2 separate regions of the Mus musculus genome follow, and region 1 is linked to region 2. Evidence: chromatin contacts called from public Hi-C data. All regions are on one chromosome and are shown on one strand. The core of a region is the stretch at or near the end of the contact, and the rest is flanking DNA. Distances in the headings are between cores, read along the strand shown.

Region 1 (7,522 bases), core at 894-3,393, 140 kb after region 2:
GTTGTGAGCCACTATGTGGTTGCTGGAATTTGAACTCAGGACCTTCGGAAGAGCAACCAGTGCTCTTAACTGCTGAGCCATCTCTCCAGCCCTCACCCTTCTTTTTAACAGCTTGTTTTTGATGATAACCTCCAAGCACCAAAGCCACAGCATAGCCTAATGGTATCTTATCAATGACAGTCTTTTTAAGAAGATGATAGGCCATCTTCCCCATATTCCCTGGGGCTTAGAGGACAGAACTTACATACTTGACACACATGTTGCTGTGCAGCCTATTATGTTATGAGATCCTACAGGCCACATATCACAAGTGTTGGCGGACATGACAATTATTATTCTGTGTTTGGCAGTTGGATTGGGTTAGAAGGTCTAGGAAGCATACCTTTGCCTGCCTGGTGCATGTGTAGTCCTCCTTATTGTCCTTTCATGTGGCCATCAAGGTCTTTCTTACTGTATGGCAGCCTCAGGACAGCCTGGGCATGGTCTATGAGCCTAGGGAGCCAAGAAAGTGGGCATGGTTATAAAGGGTAAATGTGATATTTTCTCGACTTGTGACCTACTGTCAGGATTCGGGCTTCAGTGGTTGGGCACGTGTCTGATACATGTGACTTGTGACTGGGTAATGTCCTTTGCTCTCCTCTGAGCACCATGGGCTCCTGTGCATTTGTACCACATGGGGACAGTGGTGGCCAAAGGATGACTAGTAACCAGGCAGCATCCTTGGGAGCCCAGAGCCTCTGGGTTATAATAGCAACAGGAGTAACAGGGACTCCTTACCAAACCATTTGGGATTCTTTCAGCCCTTCCCTCAACAAGGCCTCAGCCTTGGCTTATAAAAAACTCTTAGACTTTTAGTAAAAAAGAATTTATCTGCTTCTTAACTTTCCCATGTTTGAACACAAAAAAAGCTGGGTGTGGTGGGACATGCCTTTGATGTCAGCACTCAAGAGGCAGAGATAGAGGCAGATGTATCTCTCTGAGCTTGAGGCCAGCCTCATCTACAAAGCCAGTTCCAGGACAGGCAGAACTATACAGAGAACTCATCTCAGAAAAAAAAAAAAAAGTAAAGAAAGATCAGTATAACTATTAACAGTTCAAGGCCACATTACTAGGATAACACAGACTGTAAGAATTTACCAGAGGAAGCTCAACATTGCTGCAGTTTACTGTGTAGTTCAGTCAAAACCTGGTTCGAGACAGGTAGGACCTGAGTTACCCCTTGTGAAACAGCTGATATCCAAATTTACAGTTTGTTAGTTAAGGGTGTGCAGCTCTCACCAGCTCCTACATTTCCACACCAACTTAGAAGCTTCTCTTTGAAATGTGAAACTTTGGGCCTCTGGCTTTGCTTCTTCCCTTATTCCTGTAGAGGGGAAAGGCCTGGAAGAATGCGTCCTTTGCTCCAGCCTCTACCACAGCCTCCGGTCAACAGACTCAAGAAATATAGAATACATTGTTGTAAACAGGAGCATCCGTCTTAGTTTTTTTCTCCTCATTGCCAGTGATAGAATACTCTGCAGGCAGAGCTGAGAGTTCTGCAGCTTCATCTGAAGGCTGCTAGTGTAAGACTGACTTCCAGGCAGCTAGGATGAGGGTCTTAAGCCCACACCCACAGTGACATACTTACTCCAACAGGGCCTCACCTTCTAATAGTGCTACTCCCTGGGCCTAGCATATACAAACCATAACAGGTACAGCCTTTGATGATAGTGAAAGGCAGGAACTTGAAGCAGCTGGTCATATCATAGCCACAACTAAGAACAGAGAGAGGTGAATGTATGCACCCCTTTCTCCAATTATCAGTTCAGGATCCCACTAGGGAATGGTGCTATCCAGAGTGAGTCCATCTCAAGTCGATGCTATCAAGGTAACCCCTCGCAGGCATGCCTATCCACTAGATGACTTTAGATTACATCAGGTTGACAATGTTACTGGTCACCTTCTGTGCCACCAGGACGCCAGAACTTATTTCTCTTATCTAACACCATTTTGTTACTTACCCTCCCTCCCCAGCTTCTGATAACCACCTTTCCACAATCTGTTTCTTTGAGATTGCCTTTTTAATGTTCTTCATCGGAGTGAGCCCATATGGTATTTGCGTCTCTGTGTCTGGCTGATTTCATTTATCATAAGGACTTCCAGTTCTGTCCATGTTACACAAGTGGCAGGATCTTATTCTCTGCTGTGGGCTGGAGAGTAGGCCACTGTATGCATGCACTACATTCCCTTCACTGGGCCATGGGCACCCCGACTGGCTGCGTGTCTTGGTTGTTGTGAATGTCTGAAGTGGTGGTTATGCTCTGATTTGCTTAGCGTACATTGTATCATGTAAGGAAATAACACATTGTACCCCATGAATCAGCCCAGCTAATGTGGACATCGGAGATGAGAAGGATAGAGTCTGCCTCAGGGCCTTACCATGGGGTGAGCCACTTTAGTGCACGTCAGCATCTTTCCCTGACCTGGGAAGTTTCTTCTTCCCTAGTTCTTGCTCAGTTCACTCCCCCCTGGTCTGCTTATTACAGAACCTTTCACTGCTGTCCAGAGGCAAGAGACCAGCATTGACACCTCTGTCTATGCCCTTGTTCTATTTAGACCAGTAGTCCTTAACCCTCCCAATGCTGCAACCCTTTAATACAGTTCCTCATGTCATGCTGACCCTCAACCATAAAAACATTTTTGTTGCTACTTTATAATCAATTTCGCCACTGCCATGAGTTATAATGTAAATATATGCTTTTTTGTTTGTTTGAGGGTTTTAGGTGACCCCTGTAAAAGGGTCATTTGACCCAAAGGGGTCATGACCCACAGGTTGAGAATCACTGATTAAGACTCTCCTAGTGAAGGCCACAGGCCAGAAGGTGACCAGGAGTGCCTGCTTGTAGGTGAGCCTCTGAACACAGGAAGGAGCTCCCAGGGACATGTCTTTACCTTGATACTCTTACTATTTGTTTCTTCTTCTTTTTTTTAATTTTTAAAAATTAATTTATTTATTATATGCAAGTACACTGTAGTTGTCTTCAGACACCCCAGAAGAGGGCAGGGGCTCTCATCACGGATGGTTGTGAGCCATCATGTGGTTGCTGGGATTTGAACTCATGACCTTTGGAAGAGCAGTTGGTGCTCTTAACCACTGAGCCATCTCTCCAGCCCTATTTGTTTCTTTTTTAGCCTTTGCTTGTGAGAAAACTCTTTTCAGGAGTGGCTCAGCCCTCAGGAGCATCTTGCCCTTGGGGCTCATCTGCCAGCGGGCAAGCATCTGTTGAGCATCTCCTGGCCTGGACCTCACTTGCCTAAGCCTGTGATGGACTGGCAGCTAGGTCCTCAAGGTCTCTAGCTTTCTAGCAGGTAGCAGAGAGAATGGGAGGAGAGTAGTGACCTGGAGTCCTTTATCTCAGGCCCAGGCCTGGAATTTCAGGGCCACCATCCTCAAGGATATGTCAGAGACTCAAATGGCTCTTTGGACAGGACACAATGCCAGGACAGGCAGAGCGATATAGCTTGTGAAATGAGGCATAGGCAGACGTCTGTGAGGACAGGACAGTGTTTGTGTGTGTGTGTGTGTGTGTGTGTGTGTGTGTGTGAGAGTGTGTGAGAGAGAGAGAGAGAGAGAGAGAGAGAGAGAGAGAGAATGTCTGTGTGTATTCCTATTTACATGTGTGTATGTGTGCATGTGAGTGTGTATATGTGTGTGCTTGCCTGTGTGTATGTATGAGAGAGTCTGTGTGCGTTTGTCTGTATGTCTATGTGCATGCATGTGTATATGTGTGTGAGTGTGTATATATATATGTGTGTGAGAGTGAGAGAGAGTGTCTGTGTAAGTCTATGTGTGTATGTGTGTGTGTGTGTGTAAGAGAGAGAGAGTATGTGTGTGTCTGTGTGTATGTCTGTGTTTGTGTGAGTTTATGCATTGATGTGTCTGTTTATCTGTGTGGCTGTATTGGTATCTGCATGTCTATTTGTATCTGTGTATTTGGGTCTTTGGCTACTAATTTAGTGTTTGGGGCATCCCTGGCAAAGGCCTGTGCACCCAGGATAAAGGGTAACAATTTCTGTTCTACTCTATAAGCATCCCTTCTATCTCTGTCTCAATCCCCAAACACCTGGCTTAAAACATACACTTCTACAGCAAAGCAAACAGCCTTTTCTAGACTCCTGAAGCCTCTAGTGCCCTCTTCATAGTAACACCCCCACAAACCTGCCTTGGCATGTCTGCTGTGGCAGCTGGGAGCCACTCAGCAGCAGCAGTGTGGTCCCTGATACCTCAAAGATGCACAGTGAAGGGACCCTGCACGCATCTGTCCCCAGCTCTGGGTCAGGCAGGGTGCCAGAGAGTGTTCAGTTCAGCCCAGCTAAGTTTACCTCAGAGATCAGAACAGAATGACAAAGAGCCCATGTCCTATGCCCTTAAGTAAACATCACTGTTCTCGACAGAGGTGGGTCTTCAGGGAACTTGGAACAGATGCCACCCCGGTAAACCCTTCTCTTGTGTTTAGCACAAACCTGCCAGCCCCACCTGCCTGACAATAAGAGGGAGGAGGAGCCCCAGAGCCCAGCTGCAGTGGAGTGGCCTTGCATGTTTTTCTCTTCTTGTGGTTTCATGGGGTTAGGCAAGGTTTCATTTCTCAGCACAACTGAAGAAAGCGACTCTCAATGCCATCTGTGGAGGGGCCAGGAGACCTGGGCAGGGCACTATTCCTCACCCTCACCCCTCACCCGTACTCTTTAGGCTTTCCCTGAGCCCATGGACTAACACAGCTATGTGGAACTCCAGTATTTCCCAGGAACATCTGGAGATGGCGAAGCCTGGCCAGGGAGTGTTCTAATAAGATTAGGACCCAACTGAAGGCTAAGGCTGGCACTGTACAGGGCCCTGGCAATGCTATCACCTACTGCATGCACAGGCATTTCAAGTGGGAAGGCCCACAGGGCCAACACCCCCCTTCTCCAATGGCATGGCTGAAGTGTCACAATGCCCTAGCTTCCTGGAAGTCAGACTGTCCCAGTTTCACTTCTTAGCTTCCTTATTCCCACCCCACAGCCAGGGTTGACTCTCTGTCTCTATTCCTGGGGTCACTCAGGAAGTCCCTGGCAGGTGCCAGGTGATCACCCAGTGAATTCAGGAAGCCACTCTAGGGTGGGAACAAACAACGGAGTAAGGCAGAATCTGCTTGACCCTATAGAGCCCTAGTGACGCTGTCGAAGGTCCCCCAGAGCACTCCTGTCAGAACTGGCCTGGATCTCACACCCAGAAGTGAGCACACTCCTCCCTTGGGGTACAGGGGTTCCCATGTACTTCATGGTGTCGTCAACCCAATGGGTTGCCCCAACAGTATCTCCAGGTCCAAGAATCTTCTGTTTTCTGTTAGTCCCTGTTTTGTCTACCTGTGGTAATATATCAACATTCTGCTCAGACATGATGACCAAATAGTCCCAGTGTCTGGGAGCTTGACTCTCTGCTCTTTCAACCTTCTTCAGAGCTAGGGGAGACCTGTGACCCTCACCATGGCCAGCTAGAGAATAACTGCTTTCCTGGCACAAACATTTTTTTTTTCAAGATAGGGTTTCTCTGTATAGCCCTGGCTGTCCTGGAACTCACTTTGTAGACCAGGCCGGCCTTGAACTCAGAATTCCACCTGCCTCTGCCTCCCTAGTGCTGGGATTAAAGGCGTGCGCCACCACACCCGGCTACAAACATCTTCTTACTCCTTGAGGTGGAGCAGGCTCTTGTAGCTATTGCATCACAAGGAAGGCCCAGAGATATGCTAAGACAACTGAAGTGGAGTTATTGTAAGCACAGGGGCCTGATAATAAAGAGATGGCCTCTGTGTTCTTACAGCCACGCCGACTTGGGCCACGGAAGCCCTGGCAGAGCAGATGGAGGATGGGATTAGTATCTTCTGCCCCCCCCCCCACTCCCGTGTGCCCAGCAGCCTCGAGGATGAGACTACCCTTATCAAGAGTGGCTTAGCCCACAAGTTGCTTCCCCTCTGCCTCTGTGTCAGCCTTCAGTAGCCCCTTTGCCATTTTGCCTGGCTCAGGGCTCGAAGAGGGCATGGAAGAAGGCAGGGGAGTTAGACACAACCACGCAAACTTTCTATTAGGAGAACGAGCCTGAAATCTTCGCATGTCTGTAGCAGGGTGACTGTCCATGCTTGCTGATGTGCATCCTCCATACTATTTGACATTCCATTCCTGCATTTCACACTCAGGACATCCAGAAACATCTCTTCCTGTGGTTCTCTCCCCAGGGCTCAGTCCAGGACAGAGAGGAGATATCTGTTGGAAGCCAGAGGAACCACTGGATGGACACTCTATGTATTCTCCCTCTGAGTGGGAGTGTGTTATCTCGGGGTGTGTGTGTGTGCATGTGTGTGTGTGTGTATGTGTATGTGTGTGTGTGTGTGTATATGTGTATGTGTGTGTATGTATATGTCTGTGTGTGTCTGTGTGTGTGTCTGTTTGTATGTGTGTATGTGTCTGTGTGAGTGTGTGTGTATATATGTGTGTGTATGTGTGTGCATGTGTGTATGTGTGTGTATGTATATGCATGTGTGTGTGTATGTATCTTGTGCATGCTCCCAGCACCAGATCTCCCTACTCTTCTTTTGCACCTTCTCTCTCAGTGCCTAAATACCCTCCTCTAGGTGCTCCAGTCAGAGTTTTTCCTCTATAGATTTGAAGCTAAATAAGTTATGCCTGTGTCTTGGTAAGATGTCGACAGAAGGAATCACAAGAAGCAGGTGAGGGAGGGCTGCTGGAAAGCATTGGTGATGATCACATGGGTGACCACACCAAGGCTGGTCTCCCCTCCCCCTGCCCCTGCCTCTGGACTGGCTCATCAGTTTACTGGCTAATACGGGCCCTTGCGTAAGACTAGGAGCTGAGTGTGGGAACAAGAGGAAAGCACAGGAGCCGCAGTGGGTTTCAGTTCAAGTTTTGGGCCATGCAGGGTGCTCAAGGCATGGGGAGATGCCAAGAGTAGGCGGAGCAAGCTTCCTCTGCATCTGATCTGAAAAAAAAAAAAAAAAAAAAAACCGACACGGGGAAAGGCTGTCCCCAGGTGCACAGAGGACTGATCCCCGGAGACCAGTCCCCAGCAGGCCAGCTGGGTGAGGAGGGCAAGGTGGGACTCCTTTGAGGCCATCCAGGGAACTTGTGGTGGTTGGCTGCATGGCTAGAACGTAGGTGGGGGAGGGGACGGGGTAGATAATGGGGCCTGGGAAGTGTAGGAGTGAGTGAGCCTTGTCAGGTGCCCAGTCAATGCACAATGAGTGACGGGTTCTGGAAGATAGTGGGGAGAGATAGCATTATGACCACGAGATTGCCAGGAACTCCTAAGACAGGGCCAGTCTGCAAGTCCTATAGACATCCTTCAGTTGACACAGGGAATATTCGAGCTCAAGGACCCAGGACATAACGAAAACCTGGAAAAGGAAGTCACCTTTTCAGGTGGAAAGCCAGCGTCAGGTTTCTCCTGTTACTTAACTCTAGAACAAATTCTTATTATCTCCTAGGTCTT
Region 2 (6,823 bases), core at 1,534-4,033:
TGTCAGGCCATCTTGTCTAAAACAGAGGGGAATGCTGGGAGATGTCTCTGTGGGTAGAATGTTCCCATTCATACAAGAGGACCCCAGACCGCATCTGCAATCCTCAAGCCCCGCCCCCCAGAGAGATGACAGGCAGACTCTCAAGCAGTCCCTGGGCAGACTAGCCTGGTATGCTGTATGGAGAGCGAACAACAGAGATCCTGCTTCAAACAAGGTAGAAGGCAATGTCTCCTGTCTTACATACACACGTGAACACACATGTGCATGCACTTCTCAGCCATCCCCAGGTAAAATGCAGGCCTGAAAGTGAAGGTGGGCCTTTTTCCCATCCCCCACCCCCAGCCTGGATGCCTGCACTCCCTGGATTCCTGAAGTCCTTGGAAGTAGCAAAGCCCAAAGGCTGAGCCTCATGAAGGCTCAAGCAGAGAGGAGGAGGAGGGGTTGGAAGGAGAGAGTAGGACCCATGTCTGGCAGGCTCTAAAATTAAGGGTTCTGGGTTCCCTCTTGGTCCTGAACCTCTTGATGTCTGCTTCTGTGATTCCCCCAGCATCAAGGATGCTATCCTGGAGATCTGATTCACCCCCACCTTAGGCAGCTCACTGTAGATCCCCTGAATGAAGGACATAGTCTCAGTTCAAAGGAGACTACAGAGGCTTGACTGCATAGAGTCGAAGGGCCTGTGAGAGCATAAGGCAGGGAGATGTGAAGCCCAGTGTGACAGGCTCTCAGCCCCTCCTCGTGGTCCCTGTGGACACAAAGCCCCTGAGTTACAGAACCTGCCTCCCAGTGGCTAGTGCTCCTGTGCCCCTCCAAGGACAGCATTCTGGTGCTTCTACCCACCCAGTGTGAGCCAGCTCTGACTCAGGGCACACCCAGCGCTGGAAGGCAGCACAGGTTCCAGCGCCCCCGGACCTCCTCTAGGAATGAAAGAAACAGGCCTGGGCCTGGAGCAGTGGGTGTCAAGGTATCACCGGGCCCCTGCGTGGGCCTGATGGCTGTGGGAATCTGAGGGGATTATGCGGTGGTTTGGCAATGTTGAAAGGCAGACTCCACGCCCACTAAATCCTTTGGAGCAGAGGAGCCCTTGTTTTCAGGTGAGTTCAGTTCCGAAGGGGGTGGACACACACACACACAGCCTAGCTGGGGCTTCTTATAGTTGCATCTGTTCCTGATCGCCTGAGGTGACTAGTGGCACTCTCTAAAGAAAAACAGGGTGAGGACCTCCATAGCCAGGGTTGACTACCCAGGCAAGGATGAGCTGTTGGTGCCATCTTCAATGAAAAGCCACCTGGTGACATCACCAGTCCTTGGAGTAGATCAAAGGGAACCATATGGATGGCACCCAGCTGCCAGGGCTGCCAGCTCTTCCAGCCCAGGAATGCCTGGGGCTGCCTGGATAGGAAAACTGGAAATGGTACCTGCCTGCCCACCGCCTCTTATTTGTAAGCCACAGGCAGCCTTAGCCTCCTACTTAGACTCTCCAGGGCCAATGGTCCTGTTCTAACACCAACACACACTCTTCGCAGGCTGTGGTTGTGGTGCTGCGGCTCAAAAACCAAGGTGTTTAGAGAGATCTAGAAGCGACAAAGGCCCCAAAGCCCTGGAACAAGGTACTGTAAATGAGCATGGATGAACACTGAGGGACAGACCCACAGACAGAGCATCTCCCAGATACCCACCACTCCTTTCACAGTACCAAAAGGTCAACAGCTGGCTAGGTTTGGCTGCCTCTTCCACCATGCCTTCAAACAGCAGACAGTTCATATGGTCTATTACATCTCCTGCACAGCCCCGTCCCTTGGCTTAGTGGGTTCCCCTGATGTGATGGCGGGCCCCTGAGGACTCTCAGGGCCATAGGCAGGTGGGAAAATAGAGAGCGTGCAAAGCAGCAGCAATTACAGGCTCCACCCTGAGATGGGGCACTTTGTGGTGGGAACCTGTCCAGGCAAAGGACTTATCCGAGAGATCAGGCAAATTACTGGGTAGCCATCAGAGTGGAGCCTAGGCACAGACGTGTGTGCAACAGACACCTCATTAGTCTAATTATGGGCTCCCGGGCCCACTGGTACTACGCAGATGGAGGAAAACTTGAGGTCAGCCAAGAGAACAGCACCAAGGTGATGCTTTCCTCAGAAGGCTAGTTTGCCCTAGCTCCTCAGGCTGAGGTCCACCCCAGAAAGATGGGAGAAATGGAGGGGATGAGACCTCGTCACTTTAGAAGTCGACAGACTCCACACCTGCTCATGTGCTCTGCGTCCTTCTACTCCATCTGCAACCCTCATCCGTCGGCATTCAGGATTGCCAGGAGATGCTGGCCACTAGATACGGTCCATAAAAAAATGGTGATAGGACTGGAGAGATGCCAATTAAGGGCACTGATTGCTTCCAGAGAACATTAGTCGTATCCCAGAAAAGATGGCTCAAAACCGTCTGTCACTCCGGTTCGGAAAGATCAAGTACCCTTAGTTGGCAACAGACACGCTTGCGGGCAAAACACCCATACACGGAGAATATTTTAATTTTAAAAATTAAAACGGTGTCAAAGGTGCACAAAGGTCAGCCTTGTACTGCACATACGTTAGCTCCTCTAGAGTTATAAACAAATGCATTTATTTCATAAATGAGAGAAGAGTGCCTGACGATGTTAAGTGATTTGTTAGTAGCTCTTGGAGCTAGAAAATCAAGACTTTGCCCTAAACTAGCAGCAGGCCCAGGAACCACCCACCACCGAAGAGCTGGTGGGAAGTGGCTCCGGGAAACAGCTCGCTCCTCCCTCAAGAGATGACGTCACGGGGCCCCGCCCGTTTTAAAGCCGCTGAGTCCCTTTGGTTGTTGTAGGGAGAAGGGTTGGGTTCCTCTGCTTCTGAGATCCGGTACCCATCTCCTACGCTCTCGGGCTAAGAAGGGCACAGCACGCCTCTGTAGGCTTGAACACCTGTCCCTAACTGCTTTCGGGCTCGGTACACTACCTGCCACAACCATACAGCAAGACCACAGGGGCCGTCTACCGCACGTGTGGGGACCGGGAGGAACCCCTGGGTCACTCTGCCCTCCACGTGAGGTCCAAAGTCTCTAACAGAAACCCCTCCACTGTACCTGCCTCCCCTCCCCTCCTGACATTCCTAAATCGGCTTGAAGAGGCTGACTGTGACCCGGTGTACTTCCTTTCCTAGCAATCACCTCACCCTGCCCTCTCCTGGCCCGGCACTCTCCAGGACAGGGACATCTGGACAGGACTAAGGACCCAGCTCCACTTCCAGGAAGGCCCATTAGACTGTAACAAGGCCAAAGGGGTGTCCAGGACAAAGAGCCTTGTCAGAGGCCCATAGGCACTCTGGGTACTTAAAACAAAACAGACAAACAAAAACAAACAAACAAACAAACAAAAACAGTTCTGAGGTTGTTTTTTGTTTTGTTGTTGGTTTTTTTTTTTTTTTTTAGGAGGAGGCATGTCAAGGTCACCCCACCCCAAACTACACCCAACAGGCTCAACTGGCCTTGCCCACGCTCCTTTCTTTCTTCCTGAAAGAAAGGGAAAAGGCATAGAGTTAGTTTATAACATTAAGTGTCAGAAGCAGCACCCAGCACCCAGGAAACACTGTAGCTCCTTCCTGGGTTTGTAAAATCAGAATGTGTGTTCAGCAAGCTGCCCAAAGGATGCTGATGCAGCCATGTATGGGACCCCCTGGCTCCTGAATTCCATCTCCATCCCCGAGGCCTGTCTTCTTTTCCTCCTGAGCCCTGCAACCCAAGGGCTTCTCCCACCAAGAACTGCTACAATGGTTCCCAGTAACTCTTTTGCCTGTACACACCAGCTAACCTTGAATGTCCTGTCTAAATGTTCCCCTCCAGAGTATAGGGTCTTAGGTATGCAGGAATACAGGCTCAGACCCCTTCTAAAGCGGGCTCACAATCAGGCTGTGTCTCAGATTAGTCTCCCTGCCTCCATTCCTTAACGTTCAAAGGTGGCAGAAGCTCTGAGATGAAGCAGACCAGGAGACTGCCACCCTGGCCCACCAGACCCAGAATGCCAGGCAGCTTCTATAGTGCAGACCCAGATCTGCCTTCACAAGCCACTGCCTGGGAGCCATGACCTTCTTTCCAGTTTCACCTTTAATACCTATGTGGGCAGGACCCCCAGGCCCGCTCCCACCAGCATGCTTCAGTGTGAACCAAGCCATCGAGGTGCCCGCTTTCCTGAAGTCCCTGACCCTCTCTGTGTCCAGTGTCCCCTGATAGATCTCCCCTTTGCTTCTGAAACCCACAGACCTTGGTCCTTTCCCTCTGCTTCCCCTTCCCTTCCCCTGAGCCCTCTATTGGGCTCCTGTATCTTTGTGCCTCCTCCCTTGGAATAATACTTACTGTCCCTGAGTCACCCTGAGGGCTACTTACTCTATTTTTGCCACTATAACAAAATAACTGAAACTGGATAGATGATAAATAATTGGGGGGGGGGGGGTGCTGGAAAGATGGCTCATCCATTAAAAGCACTGGCTGCTTGCTTTTCCAAAGGTCCGGAGTTCAATTCCCAGGAACCACATAATGGCTTACAACCATCTGTAATGGGATCTGATGCCCTCTTCTGGTGTGTCTGAAGACAGCGACAGTGTACTCATAAATAAAATAAATAAATATTTTAAAAAAATTGAGGGTTATCCACTGTATTAGTCAGGGTTCTCTAGAGTCACAGGACTTATGGAATGTTTCTCTATATTAAGGGAATTTATTGTGATAATTTATAGTCTATAGTCCAACTAACCCAACAATAATCAGTTGGGAAGTTGCTCAAGCCCATGAAGCTAGTTGTTTCAGCTGGTCTTCTGTAGAAGTATATTCCACCAGATGTGCTGTCAAGTAAACGCAAGCAAAGAAGAGTGAGTCTTCCAAAGTCCTTATGTAGGTCTCCTGTAGAAGGTGTGGCCCAGAGTAAAGGTGTGTACTACCACGCCTGGATCTGGCACTTGCTTTGTCCCAGGCTCACCTTGAACTCAGAGATCTCCTTGCCTCAGTATCCTGGGCCTAAGCTTTTCATGGCCACTGTGCCTCACTCAGGATGTCCATGCCAAGATCCAGATCAGAAGCTTGTATCTTGTAGCCTCAAGATCTGGATCACAGGTGAGCCCTCCAATTCTGGATTATAGTTCATTCCAGATATCATATAATTTGACAACCAGGAATAGCCATTACATCCACCTTTCAGTTCTCAAGGCTAGAAAGTACCGGAGCATGGCGTTAGCATTTGGTGAAGGCTAGCTTGCTGCACCATCGCATGGTAGGGCATCCTCATGAGAGAAGAGCGACTAGCTTGGTTCTCTCTTCCTCTCTTTGTAAGGCCACTAATGGGGGCCACACCCTCATGACTTCATCTCGCCCTCGTTACCTTCCAGAGAGCCCACCTCCAAACAACCCTGGCAGGAATTTTTCCACCTGATCTGTCCTGGAGACAGCCCTTTGGACCATGGCAAGGACTGATCCCACACTCGCTGACAATGCACCTTCTTTACCTACCCTCCCAGCCATGGCCACGGGTCTAGGCTGAGGTTTCATGAGTCATGGGCCCCAGCTTTCCTTCTGATAAGCTGTGTTATCCAGGTAAGTTAGTGAGCCTAGGTATTCTCACTAGAGGCCAGTGATTCCCACACGACCCGTGTGTTCCATGAGTGTGTCCTGATCACCTACAAAGGTAGCAGAAAACTTCCACATGGGAGGCAGTAGGGTACACAGATGTAAGAGGAAACTCTCGCCGCGAGAAGATAAATGCATGGCAGCCAACTAGGCATTTAGGGCACAGGCCTTAAGTCCCAGCACTCAGGATTCAGAGGTAGAACGATGAGGAATCGAAGATCATCCTTAACTACATAGAGTTACAAGCTAGGCTGTGCTACAGGAGATCCTGTCTCAAAAGCAAAAAATAGTGTGATGGTTAATGAATATTAGCAGCTTAACAGGGTCTAGAACCAGCTTGGAGGCAAGCCTGTGGGGGACTGGCTTTGTTAGGTTAGCGTCTGGAGGTACTTTCCAGGGCTTGGTTAAAGCTTGAAGAGCCACTTTGAATGTGGTGGTCTGGGGGCTTGGACTGCATAAAAAGGAGAACGGGAGCTGGGCACAAGCATCACTCTCTGCATTGTGATTGCAGATGCACTGTGACCAGCCACCTCCTGCTCCATTTCCCCATGACCAACCGGCTCAAAACTGTGAACAAAAACACATGTTTCTTTTTGTTGTGTTTTGTTTTGTTTTGTTTTGTTTTGAGACAGGGTTTCTCTGTATAGCCCTGGCTGTCCTGGAACTCACTATGTAGACAGGCTGGCCTCGAACTCAGAAATCCGCCCGTCTCTGCCTCCCGAGTGCTGGGATTAAAGGCGTGTGCCACCACGCCCAGCAAACACATGCTTCTTTAAGTTGCTTATGTTGAGGGTTTGGTCCAATGTAGTGAGAATTTTGACTTCTTAAAAAACAAAACAAAAACAAGGGCTGGAGAGATGGCTCAGAGTTAGTGCACTGATGACTGCTCTTCCAGAGGTCCTGAGTTCAATTCCCAGCAACACATGGTGGCTCACAACCATCTGTCATGGGATCTGATGCCCTCTTCTGGTGTGTCTGAAGACAACTACAGTATACTCATATGCGTTAAATAAATAAATAAATAAATAAATCTTTTTTAAAAAACACAAATATTATGGGTATATGTTTTTGTTTTAATTCAGGTGTGGGGATATGGGGCTGTTTCACAGCAGGTGACTATGATTTGACTAATGCTTTTAGCAGAGGCATGGTTTTGCTAGCTACAGATAGTTTCTATGATGTCTGGAATTCTGGGGCT

The links. Hi-C and Micro-C count contacts between places; a contact is called where the count stands out from the background.
Region 1: a Hi-C map of erythroblasts shows a contact between it and region 2, with 2.6 times the contacts expected there. The contact joins two enhancer-like sites. A contact is called at or near these places in 11 of 484 Hi-C or Micro-C datasets (B cells, bone marrow-derived macrophages, cerebellum and 6 more), 1 of 115 datasets of contacts at active chromatin or transcription factors (kidney) and 1 of 9 other capture datasets (embryonic stem cells).

The regions. Positions count from the first base shown.
Region 1 is chr7:63,994,843-64,002,364 of GRCm38.p6, forward strand. All of the region lies in intron 1 of Gm32633 (predicted gene, 32633), which reads left to right. Among named protein-coding and RNA genes, the nearest start is that of Gm32633, 12 kb to the left of the region's middle. Within about 2 kb of position 2,144, at least 11 of the 459 cell types and tissues checked have an H3K27ac peak or open chromatin away from gene starts, as enhancers often do. A contact at or near this core is called in erythroblasts, where this site is marked.
Region 2 is chr7:63,855,883-63,862,705 of GRCm38.p6, forward strand. No RefSeq gene overlaps it. Among named protein-coding and RNA genes, the nearest start is that of Gm39023, 6.7 kb to the left of the region's middle. Within about 2 kb of position 2,784, at least 232 of the 459 cell types and tissues checked have an H3K27ac peak or open chromatin away from gene starts, as enhancers often do. A contact at or near this core is called in erythroblasts, where this site is marked.